Linked DNA regions of Mus musculus: all the other regions are linked to region 3. The links are chromatin contacts, called in public promoter capture Hi-C maps. All regions are on one chromosome and are shown on one strand. Each heading gives the region's core, a stretch centred on a gene start, on an enhancer-like site or on the middle of the called end of the contact. The rest is flanking DNA. Distances are from core to core; before and after follow the strand shown.

Region 1 (2,700 bases), core at 57-2,556, 810 kb before region 3:
TATCATCCAGCAATGGGAAGGTGGACACAGGGATGGCTAAATTTACAAGCCTGCCCATGCAACCAAAGTCAGTAAGTAAATCTGTCTCAAAGTAGTGGGATGCACATAAGAAATAACACAGAGGTTGTCTACTAGTCTCCACACGCCCATGCTCAGATGTATGTGAATTTGTTCACACATGTGTATCTCTGAACATATATAGACATAAACACACATGCATGCATGAAAATCTTATTATTTTTTTTCTTGTTTCTATGAGGTGTTGCTTAAGGATGTGGGTATGCTAGGAATTCATATTTAGAGGGATGCAGTTATGTAAAAGTTATAGAGAGTTTCTCTAGTCAGTTTATGTTACTATAACAAAGCATCATAGACCAAGAGAATTAATGGGATAGAGATTATTTCTCATAGCTGGGACTACAGGTCTGACATTAGGGTGCCTGTGCAGTTGGGTTCTTAGTAAGAGTTGCTGCTGTGTTAAAGGATGTTGGATGCTTCTTGTTTCTTTTGTGCTCTGAGCATAAATAGCAAAGTTTTTATTTTGCCTTTTACCAGGGTAGCAATTCCCCTCAAGAGGACTCTAGCTTCATGACCTTTTTAACTCCCAAGAGCCTATCTCCAGAAAGCATCACGCTGGGGATTAGCATGTAAGTATGATGGGAGCAAAGACTTAGAGCTGACAGCCTCCTTTGCTTCATTTAAAATTTTTCTTTTTAGAATTAGGAAAGAAATGGATGCACAACTTAGCAAGAACTTGCCGCTTCAAATACGCACATATAACTTTTAATGTACACAGATGGAGTTACAGGTGCCAGAATCCCTGCTCAGGATAACTGTAGGAAGCTGTGTATACTGTTGCTGGGGTGGGGGTGGGTGGGGGGAGCTTCCCCTTTGTTATGCTAGTGGCAGGGACTTTATCCCATTTACCCAGAAGCCTCTAGGCAACTGCAAATAATGCCAAGGGACCATGCTGCCATATGGCTGTTATGCAGTCCTTTCTGAAGGTGTCACCCAAAGGGGTTCTCTGAGGACTTACAGCCACGTGCAGATTGCTTCCCCCCCTCTCGCTGCCTGCTTCTTTCCTCCCCCGCATACCACCCGCCTTCCTCTCTTCCCTCAAATGTTCTGTAGCTGTCAAGTTTCTTTTATAGAAATAAGTGAAATTATAATGAGACAAGAGATAGACGTGCCAGAGATGAATAGAAAGACTTTATGGAATTGCTGCTGTATCTGAAAGCCTTAAAGAGGAGGCAGGAGGGCGGATAATGGCTGTCACCCTGCACAGGAAGCACTCCCCTGGCACATTTGACTTTCAAAACTGCTTCTGATCCGTTCATAGGAAGTTGGTGCTGTATTAAACTGCATCGTACAGAACTACACTGTAGAGGCAGGGAAAAGTCAAGACCCTGGAATTCTCTTCTGAAAAACCTCATCTGAGAGCCAGAGCTTCTCATTTGGAAAGGCTACCTTGTGGCATCTTCCTAGAGTTTTTGGTTGAGGACCAGTGTCCTTCCCATGTCCTGTTTTTCATAGCATGGCTTGTGCTCTGTTTTATTAGGAAAGGAGAGTGTACTCGTCGTTATGTTATGAAAGTATTGCTCTTTTCACCCATCAGCTACTAGACTGAAAAAAATTGCCTTATTATGAAGTTGATAGTGAAAGTTTCAGGGAGCAGATGTTCTAATTACTCCAAACATGCCCATCGGATAAAAAGAAAGTCAGAATTTTACTTGTGAGAATACCAAGCAGGAATTTTTTTTTTAAAGTGTGTGTGCATGTGCATGCAAGTGTATGTGTGTGTGCGTGTGTGTGTGTGTGTGTGTGTGTGTGTGTGAGAGAGAGAGAGAGAGAGATGCGCTTGTACCACCACAGAGCTCATGTGGTCAGAACAAAAATATGAGGAATCTTTTTCTCTCCTTCTACCATGTGGGTCCTTGTGATTGACCATAGGAACTCATGTTTGGCAGAAAGTGCCTTTCCCCATGGAATAGACTGTCTTGCTGGCCCTGAAGGAAACATTCCCACATTTGTGTTTTTGTCTCCTTTGTCTGTGCATCTCTTCTTTGCTAAAAATAAACTCATGAACCTTAATTCTATTGTTCCGTTTTTAAAAGTAGGAGTCATAGAGTTAGGTGTTAAATGATGTTTTAAAATTAAAGAAGGGCCTGCTATGGTTGTGCACAATTTTGTTACTAGCATTTGGTTGGCAGAGACAGATGGATCTTGGAATTTGAGGCTATCCTGTACGACAGAGGGATTTCAGAGGTAGTGAGACTTACAAAATGAGACACAGCAGCCTATGGGGAGGGGGAAAAAAGAGCAAAGTGGGACCAGAGCCTGGCATGCATGATTCTCCAAAGACAGAAGGAGCTGTTTTGATATGGATCTGAAGTTTACTGAGACACACAGAGAGAAAATGAATGCAATGTGATTTAACTGTATGAGCCGGAGCCCCACTGGCCAGCCATTTTACCCTAGTGAGCCCCAGACTGTAAGTCTCAAACCCTCACCCTTGGGCAAATGGCTCAAGTGACTATTTAACATATGAAAATAGGCCTGGCTGCCAGGTTCTCCCAGCATCCCTCAGTACCTACCTGTTACAGAGTATGGCTAGCATACCTCACCCTCTACCCTAACTCTCCAGCCCAGGGGTTGGACTGCCAATCGCTCAGCTGTTCTTCCCTATATAATCCAGACATT
Region 2 (2,700 bases), core at 133-2,632, 720 kb after region 3:
GGATTCTGGGTTTCTTCACAGAAACAAAGAATAATCTAGCTTTTTAGATAGAACAACAGTCAAGGAAATGGAGGGGTGAAGGGTAGTGGGAGAGTCTTCAATGATATTTTGAAATATCACCTTATACACTGTTTTGTCCTGTTATAAAGCTGAGGATGACAGCTTCGCAGTGGGCAGTGACGGTATATGCTTTTAATCCCGGCACTCACGAGGCAGAGGCAAGTGGATCTCTGTGGGTTTGAGGCTACCCAAGTTCCAGGACAGCCAAGACTACATAGAGAAACCCCGTTTCAAAACAAAAGGAAAAAACAAGCCCCTTGTGTGACTTTTTCTAGGATGACATCCACAGAGCAAAGAAACGATTCTACCCAAGGCTAGCTTAGGGAACCGGTAAGTCTACTGGGGTTACCTCTGTAGGTAGGGGTGAGGAGCTACTTGCAGGAGCACAAAAGACTCAAAGGCAGCTGCATGGATTAAAATCCCACAGCAGCACACATAAGACTCACAGAGGCTGCATCCCTGATGCCCCTTCAATGCCTTGCAGGTTGGTCATCTTATAGGACACCCTTGTAAATCTTTTTACTTTCTGAGATTTAATGAATGTATTGTATATACTGTATATCTTGTATATACTGTTATCCTTGCAGAACCCATTGGGAAAGAGTTCGGGCTCCTGGGATGGCACCTCCCTCTAGAAGCAACAAGATCTTAAGAGCTAAGATTATTTATTCTGTGTCTCCCACAAATACCCACATTTGCAAGAATTACCACACCGCAAGGATTTACTTAAAAGCCTTTCACTGTAGGATATGCCTCTCATCTAGCCACTGGGATCCTGAAACGGATTCCAGGCTTCCCCTGGGCGAATGTGGAAAGCCCAAGCTATAAATACCGGTCTCCCGCGTCTGCACGGGAAGATGCAAAACATTCAAAGTTATAGTAGGCTAAACACTCCTTGTGATCCAGGATCACCCACAAGGCATAGGAGAGTTTCCTGTGGGAGGCGTGGGCGCAGCAATGTGGTACATAGCTCCTGCCACTCATCACCGGATGACACTCATTTCACAACATCCGGCACATTCCTGGTGTCGCTACACAAAGAAACGAGCCAACCCAGTTCTCCCCTCCCTTAAACTCCTTCACAGCCTGACTAAATCAAACAAATCACTGGCTCTGGCAAATGAGTTTCATTCTGTGACCTACACCCAGGGCAGGGCCCCGAGCCCCTCCACCCCACCCGCCCCGCTCCACTAGTTTCGCAGCCCGGGTTTGGGGGCGTGGCTCCAGGAGAAGGACACCGGGGCAGGGCTTTGGGGGTGGGGCCCTGAAGGCGGGGCTCTGAGTGACCAGGTCTAAAAGGGAAAAACCCGAGGCCTAGGCTGCTTGCACAGTCAACCTTGCTTTTCTTGGCTGCAATGGCTGTGGTCGCAGGCCTTCGGGCCTTTGGGGTGAAGTGGCCCAGCTGGCTCAGGCGCAACCCATGGGCCCCTCTCTCCGCCGGCTTCTGCAGCCCAGGGTCAGCAGGACCTGCGGGGTCGGAGTCAGAGCCAAGGCTCACCAGCACGCGACAGCAGGACGGAATCAGGTCAGCCTGCAGGCAGTGCCAGGGCTCTCCCTGGAGTTGGGAGCCAGGACTCGGGATCAACAGGCCTTGCCGCCACTAATCCTGAGTTATTTGTCACTGTTCTTTTCGATTTCATCTCGAAAAGATGACATCTTTGGTGGAGGAATCCTTGCATACTGAGTTTACAGGTGTCCCTTCCCTGTGCACACTAATACGAGGCACATGTGAGGGTTGTAAGTGAAAACTTCCTGGTGGCCCCCTAACACGGCTACCGTGCCCAGTTGCCCAGTCGTTTCTGAACATTTCTGCTGGCATGAGCACACATCTATCGCAACAGCCGTTGCCATGACCTCCAAGAAAGCCTATCACAAAAGATCCATGCCCTTACAAACAAAATCAGCAGGCTCCAGGGTTAAGGGCATGCTGAAATGCAGGGTGGGGGAGGTCAATAAGTAAGGATACAGGGCACATGCCCTGATCTCTGCCCCCTTGTGCCACAAACCTAAAAGCCTTAAAGTTTTGTTTGAATCCGTGCACAACCTGGATGTAATGAAGACCCTTTTCAGGCCTGGGCAGCACAAGGCTGTGAAGAGCTACGTTTCCTTGTTTAAGAGCTACAGGTGGAGCTGTTTAAGTGATATGCCCCCTACTCCAGTAAATAGCTCTTCTTAACCCTAGAAGATCATGTTTCACTTTTTAATCCTCACCCAAACTTTTATGTGGTCCTCCAAAAGAATGGAGAGCCAACCTCTGGCCTTTGGCTCTCCCCACACCTCCCCTTCACCCTCAGACCTCTCTATTACTACAGCCTTTAAGGAGCTTAGCACACAGGTCTGCGGATACCCATCCAAGGTGCCCATATTCTGTCTGTCCCCTAACTCCCTACAGACAACCATGGGTGGCCACCACAGGGGCTAAGCATTGGTGGGGCTCAGTAACTAAAGAGCAATCCCATTTCCTGTGGACTCCTTGGCCATCAACAGAGATAGAAACACTCCCAAAGAGAGCCTTAGGGGGCTCTGAAATGTAGAGCCTTCCTTTCTGATTTTTTTTTTTTTTTTGAGACAGGGTTTCTCTGTGTAGCCCTGGCTGTCCTAGAACTCTCTCTATAGACCAGGCTAGCCTTGAACTCAGAA
Region 3 (2,700 bases), core at 191-2,690:
TTCTTTAGAGAAGGCATCTTCCAGTTGCTAGTATAAAATTCTCCAGGCCCCATACTAGCTTATAGATCTCTCTTTAGGGAAGTTACCTTTTCTCAGGTAACAGCTGCCAAGTGGTCAAGTAGGTATATGCCTCAGAGGAACTCAGACTTGGAGCACACATCTCTTTCCCCTGCATATAAGAAAAGTGGCTTGAAACCTGGTTATTGGCTTCTGTGAGCCTCGCTGCTAGCTTCTCTGCCATCTTATTAAATGCTGTGTACTGGATAAGGCAGTAAACCACCTGATCTAAAAGAACCACAAAAAGTGGATTGCACACAGTAGATGGCATTAAGATCTCACATCCTCCTGTAATGAGCCAGACCGTGCTTCCCCACGCTCGCTGTCAATGGTCCCACTCCACTCCACTCTCCAGCGCCTCAGGATTTAGTATAGCATACTCCACAGGATGACCCTCAAAGTCCTGCAAGGTAGCCACTTTCTTCCTATTCTATTTGCTTTATGGCACTCTGGACTTCTAGTCTTTTCCACATCTGATCAATCTTAGTCTCTACGATTAAGCCAGTCTTTCTGATGATTCACTCGCACTGCCTTATGTATTTCTATGTGACCTATGGTACTGGGCAATTTATTGGAAGACATTTATTATAGGTAATGGTACATTAATGGTATAATAGAATTAACATTTGGTGCATACGCATCTTCTGGGAGTCATCTGCTCTGTGAAGGATGACCCTCGATGCCTTTGTCTGAGTCTAAGAGGATGAACGCACTCGCCAGTGAGTTAAAGCTGTCAGAAGCCCTGTTACAGGGCTGGGAGAAGGAATCAACCTGTAAAGTGCTTGCAATCCAAACCTGAGAATCCTGAGTTCAGAGCCCCAGAAACCACATAAAAAACCACGTGTGTAACAGGAACATCCTCGTGCTGGGGGTGTGTGTTCTAGGGGCCTGTTGACCAGCCAGTTAAATAAACTGGCAAGCGCCAGAACCAATGTGGATCTCTGTGTCCAAAAGGAAGTTGGAGAACAATAGAGAAGGAACTTGTTGTCAATCACATATCTGTACACACACACATACACACACACACACACACACACACACACACACACACACACAAAGAAACTTCTAAACTTGACAAGGTCTGCTTTAGCTAACCATCAAGCTAAGCTTTGGCCAATGGATCCTGTCTCTTCAGCTCTTCTGCCCATCCCCCCTTCCCTTTGTCTCCCGCAGAAAAGAGAAGAACAGAGTGATTGATTTCATCTTCAGAGGACACTGAAGTGTTCAAGGCAGACCTCATGAAATGATGTCCCATTGGTCTTTGCATTGTTCACGTGATTTCATAAGAGAAAGAACTTGGTGTTTATAAACTGATCAGAGAAGACAGAAACTCTTACCACAAGCTAACCTTTTGTAAGATTTTATGCACATGTGTGTGTGTGTGTGTGTGTGTGTGTGTGTGTGTGTGTGTGTATGTATGTATGTGTGTGTGTGTACCATAGCATGCATATGAAGGTCAAAGGGCAATTTACTGGAATCAGCTCTCTCTTTCCACCATGTAAGTTCTGAGTTTCCTACTCAGGCAGGCTTGATAAGAAATGTCTTTACCTACAGAGCTGTCTCACAGACTCTCGCCTTTAACTTCATTTCCTCACCTTCCAAGTGGATAATCATAGTCACAGATATATCTCTTTGTCCTCGGCATCAAATGGGAGATGAACCAGAAGTCACCCTGCAAAGTCTGATCAGAGGCACCATCTTGGTTATCTGTCTCAGGGTTGTTTATGGCTTAAGGGAAATGCTTATGAAGTGTTAAACAGTCTTGGAGGGAGTCGCTAGACTAAATGTGAGTAATTCCTTAGGAGTCAGTAATGGGGACTCTCTGAAAGCTGTACTTTGGAGAAAAAAAAATGTTTACACCGAAATAAGCATGAATCTGTATCTCCGTTTCTGTGTCCATCTGTCTAGAGAGAAGGGTGTATGAAGGGAATTTGACAAGTTTCATCTGGAGAGGAAAACTTGCTCAAGCATGAGGATGCTGTTTCTCTGAAATCTGCACTTGGCTTCTTCCCAGGGATCTGACTTCTCCTGGGCTTTGCAGCTAAATTCTCAGGGATGTATCCTCAGAAGTACTGTCTGTACCAATTCAGCTGCTTCTAGAATGAGCCACATTTCAAAAGAGAGAAAAAAAAAAGAGAGAGAGAACAAACTGAAGAGTCAAGGAGATGAAAGTGAGAACACCAGCCATATGCCCAAGATATTCTCCACCATACCCTGGGGTTCTCCAGAGCCAGCGTATGGAGTGTGGAGCATCCTGGGGAAGCTTCCATGGAGAGACTCTAAGTTGGGTAGCTCAGTTTTGAAGGATTACATCACAGTCTGCTTCTCAAACATGTTAGAAAACAGAGAAAGAACAGGCCCACATTACCCTGCTGTGTATGAGGCAGGTGCTTTTGGTGGTGTGTTTTAAGAACAGGCTGATAAATTTCCCCTATCCCAGCATGTCCCAGACCAACTGTCATTATTCCTTGAGTTACTTTATGTTATGAATTTATATATATATATATATCAGTTACCAAAGTCAGCTCAACTTTATCAACCCATTTCCATATTGTGCTTTACTGTCAATAAGAGGTTGTGATTACCTTCCATAAATATTTGTTTAACTTTTATATTTTGTGTTCAGAATACAAATATTCTTTT
Region 4 (2,700 bases), core at 28-2,527, 690 kb before region 3:
AAACCAGGGAGCATCTGAGTGTGATGGTGGACATCTGTGATCTCTGTGCTCCCACAGGAAGATGGGACGTGAAGACAGAATCTCTAGAGGTTTGTGAATCACTGACACTGTTGTACACGGTGGTGGACAAAAGCTTCCTCTTGAACAAGACAGAAGGGGACGACCAACACTCAAAGTTGTCCTCCCTCTGAAGTGTGCCATGACAATCTCATGTCTGTGTTCTTATACATAGATGTGCATGCATGCATACACACATAACTACCCGGGACATCTGCATGACCACTATATTGGAAGATTCCATTGGACTGTGGTAGGGTCATCAGTTGGTACAGGACTTAAGGCAATGATTTCTCTACTCCATGAAGGTGTTGCTAGCTAATAGTATAGTCATGAAGTGTAGGATCCCCTGAGTCCTTGCCTTATCCATGCCTGAATACTTATGGGCCGTGTAAATGTATATGTATATAATTTTAAATTAAAAAGTTCATAATAGGCCTTAGGAAAGACAATCAAGGTTGACTACATTGGCATGCATACTCATATGGCTATGAACTTAAACATATAAATGTATACAATGTGCATGCACATGTAAAAGGTGAATCCAAAACAATAATAATTGGCAAAAAGATAACTTTGTTCCAGAAGAGTCTAACTAAAAGGAAAAGAACTGTGATTTATATTAATTATTTGATAGGGTTGGCCTATTATAAACTGTCATCTATATCTTCAGTATCTCCTCCAGTGTTTCAACTTGTTTATAGATCTTGAATGGCATCCATTTATATTTGTGAAACTGACTCACTGTTTGAGGCAGGGAACTCTTTCACACCAGTGAAATGGTGACTTTCTCACAGTCCTATTGATCATTGAGATGCAGTAACTGACAGAACCCAGTGATTTACTCCCCACCCAGCAGGAACCCAGCATATCATCTGTGCAAGCACCTGATCTCTACTTGAGAAGCCTAAGACATCCAAGAGCGGGGGAAGACAGATGTCCAAGGGACAAGCAGTCAGGTAGACAACAATCAATTCCATGAATTGTCAGTTTTTGCCTCTATCCCGGGTCCTGTCACATTCTCCAGTACTATTTAGAGCGGTCATTTCAGCCTTTGTCTATTTGATCACCTGTCTCCTTTGTCAGACCCAGTGAGCCATTTGGCAGCCATGGCTGTGGCCATCTGTGCTGTTAGAACGAGGCGCTTTTCCCAGTGCTTACCCAGCTTTCTCATCCAGAGATTCTTGGCTTGAAGGAGTCAGGTGCTTCCGATTTCTGGGCTTCTTGCCACTGTCTGGGAGGGTTTCACATCGTGGGCCAGCTTTTGCAGTAGAAGGATCTAGAGGGGACTGTGCTTCTTTTTCATTCCCAGAGTACTGACATTTAGTTGGCCGTCCCTACTGGCTTGCTCTATTGACCTTTCTGCTTTAAGTGGTTTACTTTATTACTGAACGTCCAGTCTGCCTAAGCACACAGGAATAGGCATAATCTCAGCAACAGCAAATGATGAATCCACTACTCAGTTTTCTTGAGAAATGTAAATTCATACTAAGTCAACGTAAGGTCATTACAAGGGAATTTTCAAGTTTTAAAATATTATAAACAAGTCTCCAGAGCTGCAGGAATAACCTCACTTAAATATTTACCTTTAGAATATTTTTAAATCACCAGTGCTTAGAGAAACAAAGCTACTTGCTTTTGTACCAAATCAAGAGAAACCTGTTTTGTAACATATACCATCTGTGGAAGATGATCCTCCTACAACTCTGGGATGCCATGATTTTAACAGCCTTTTAGCTTGGTTAATTTTTGTCTTTAAAAATATTGGTTAAGTTCTGTATAACTACTAATTCAATATGGATATTTAAAATTTAAAAAAAAAGAAATATGGTGGTGTGGTTACTGTGTGGAGCACAGTCCTATCATTTAGGTCAAAGTGGGATGCTGATATACCCTGTCTCAGGAAAGATATTAACAATTTACTGAAACTGCTTTTCCTGCTCTTTGATTCTGCTTAAGTACAGAGAAAAATATGTTCTTTCCCTTCTAGATTATTGCAATATCATAAAAACACAAGTAATTAATGGCCATAAAGATCTCAGAAACATCATGACATCATAAAAAAGTGGAAAGGAAGTGTATTAGATTGCAATAAATTCCCATTCATCTAGGCACTTTTAATTTAAAACTAGATGCAACTGGGAGAAACACTTCAGATGCTTACAGATGCACCACGGTGTGAAAGAGAAATTTACTAGCAAGTTGAGAGGGTAAACACATTTTTAAAAAAATACACATGATTACAATCTCTTGAGTAAGTACTTAAAAGTAAAATATGAGTCTAAACTCACCAGATTCGCTGTTATCACAACAAAGATATCCTGTTAGTTGTAGACAGTGATTAGACATTTTTAAATACCTTCTTATTTCATCTTGGGAATATGACTATAATATGACACTAAAAGTATATATTCTTTTTTCTTTGAAATGTATGGAAATTGCTCATTCACATTTTTAAGAAGAATAGCTACTATAAATATGCAGTGGGTATATTTGTAAAACAATATCCCATAATGGATTGAAAAGAATCATTTAATTTTGACTTGTATTTGAGAATACCATAAGCTATAAATTTTCATGTAATTCGAATACCAAGGATAGAAAAAAACATTTTGGGGGAATCAGCTAAAAAACATAGAAGTG

What was found. Promoter capture Hi-C pulls out the DNA fragments that hold promoters and counts their contacts.
Region 1: a contact with region 3 is called in a promoter capture Hi-C map of hippocampal neurons, with 3 times the contacts expected there. The contact joins the enhancer-like site here to the promoter of 5031426D15Rik in region 3. A contact is called at or near these places in 9 of 39 promoter capture datasets (the 3T3-L1 cell line, cranial neural crest, hematopoietic stem and progenitor cells and 6 more).
Region 2: a contact with region 3 is called in a promoter capture Hi-C map of embryonic stem cells, with 3 times the contacts expected there. The contact joins the promoter of Echdc3 here to the promoter of 5031426D15Rik in region 3. A contact is called at or near these places in 7 of 39 promoter capture datasets (the 3T3-L1 cell line, 3T3-L1-derived adipocytes, embryonic stem cells and 3 more).
Region 4: a promoter capture Hi-C map of hippocampal neurons shows a contact between it and region 3, with 2.9 times the contacts expected there. The contact joins the enhancer-like site here to the promoter of 5031426D15Rik in region 3. A contact is called at or near these places in 7 of 39 promoter capture datasets (3T3-L1-derived adipocytes, the C10 cell line, the HPC-7 cell line and 3 more).

Annotation. Positions count from the first base shown.
Region 1 is chr2:7,732,892-7,735,591 of GRCm38.p6, reverse strand. No RefSeq gene overlaps it. Among named protein-coding and RNA genes, the nearest start is that of Gm30904, 610 kb to the left of the region's middle. Within about 2 kb of position 1,306, at least 21 of the 459 cell types and tissues checked have an H3K27ac peak or open chromatin away from gene starts, as enhancers often do. A contact at or near this core is called in hippocampal neurons, where this site is marked.
Region 2 is chr2:6,211,676-6,214,375 of GRCm38.p6, reverse strand. It overlaps Echdc3 (enoyl Coenzyme A hydratase domain containing 3), which reads left to right and starts at 1,382. Exons shown (of 5, transcript NM_024208.4): 1 at 1,382-1,585. The coding sequence starts at 1,416. All of the region lies in intron 1 of A230108P19Rik (RIKEN cDNA A230108P19 gene), which reads right to left.
Region 3 is chr2:6,927,462-6,930,161 of GRCm38.p6, reverse strand. It overlaps 5031426D15Rik (RIKEN cDNA 5031426D15 gene), which reads left to right and starts at 1,440. Exons shown (of 1, transcript NR_027890.1): 1 at 1,440-2,700. It also overlaps a transcript of Celf2 not described here.
Region 4 is chr2:7,618,693-7,621,392 of GRCm38.p6, reverse strand. No RefSeq gene overlaps it. Among named protein-coding and RNA genes, the nearest start is that of 5031426D15Rik, 690 kb to the right of the region's middle. Within about 2 kb of position 1,277, at least 29 of the 459 cell types and tissues checked have an H3K27ac peak or open chromatin away from gene starts, as enhancers often do. A contact at or near this core is called in hippocampal neurons, where this site is marked.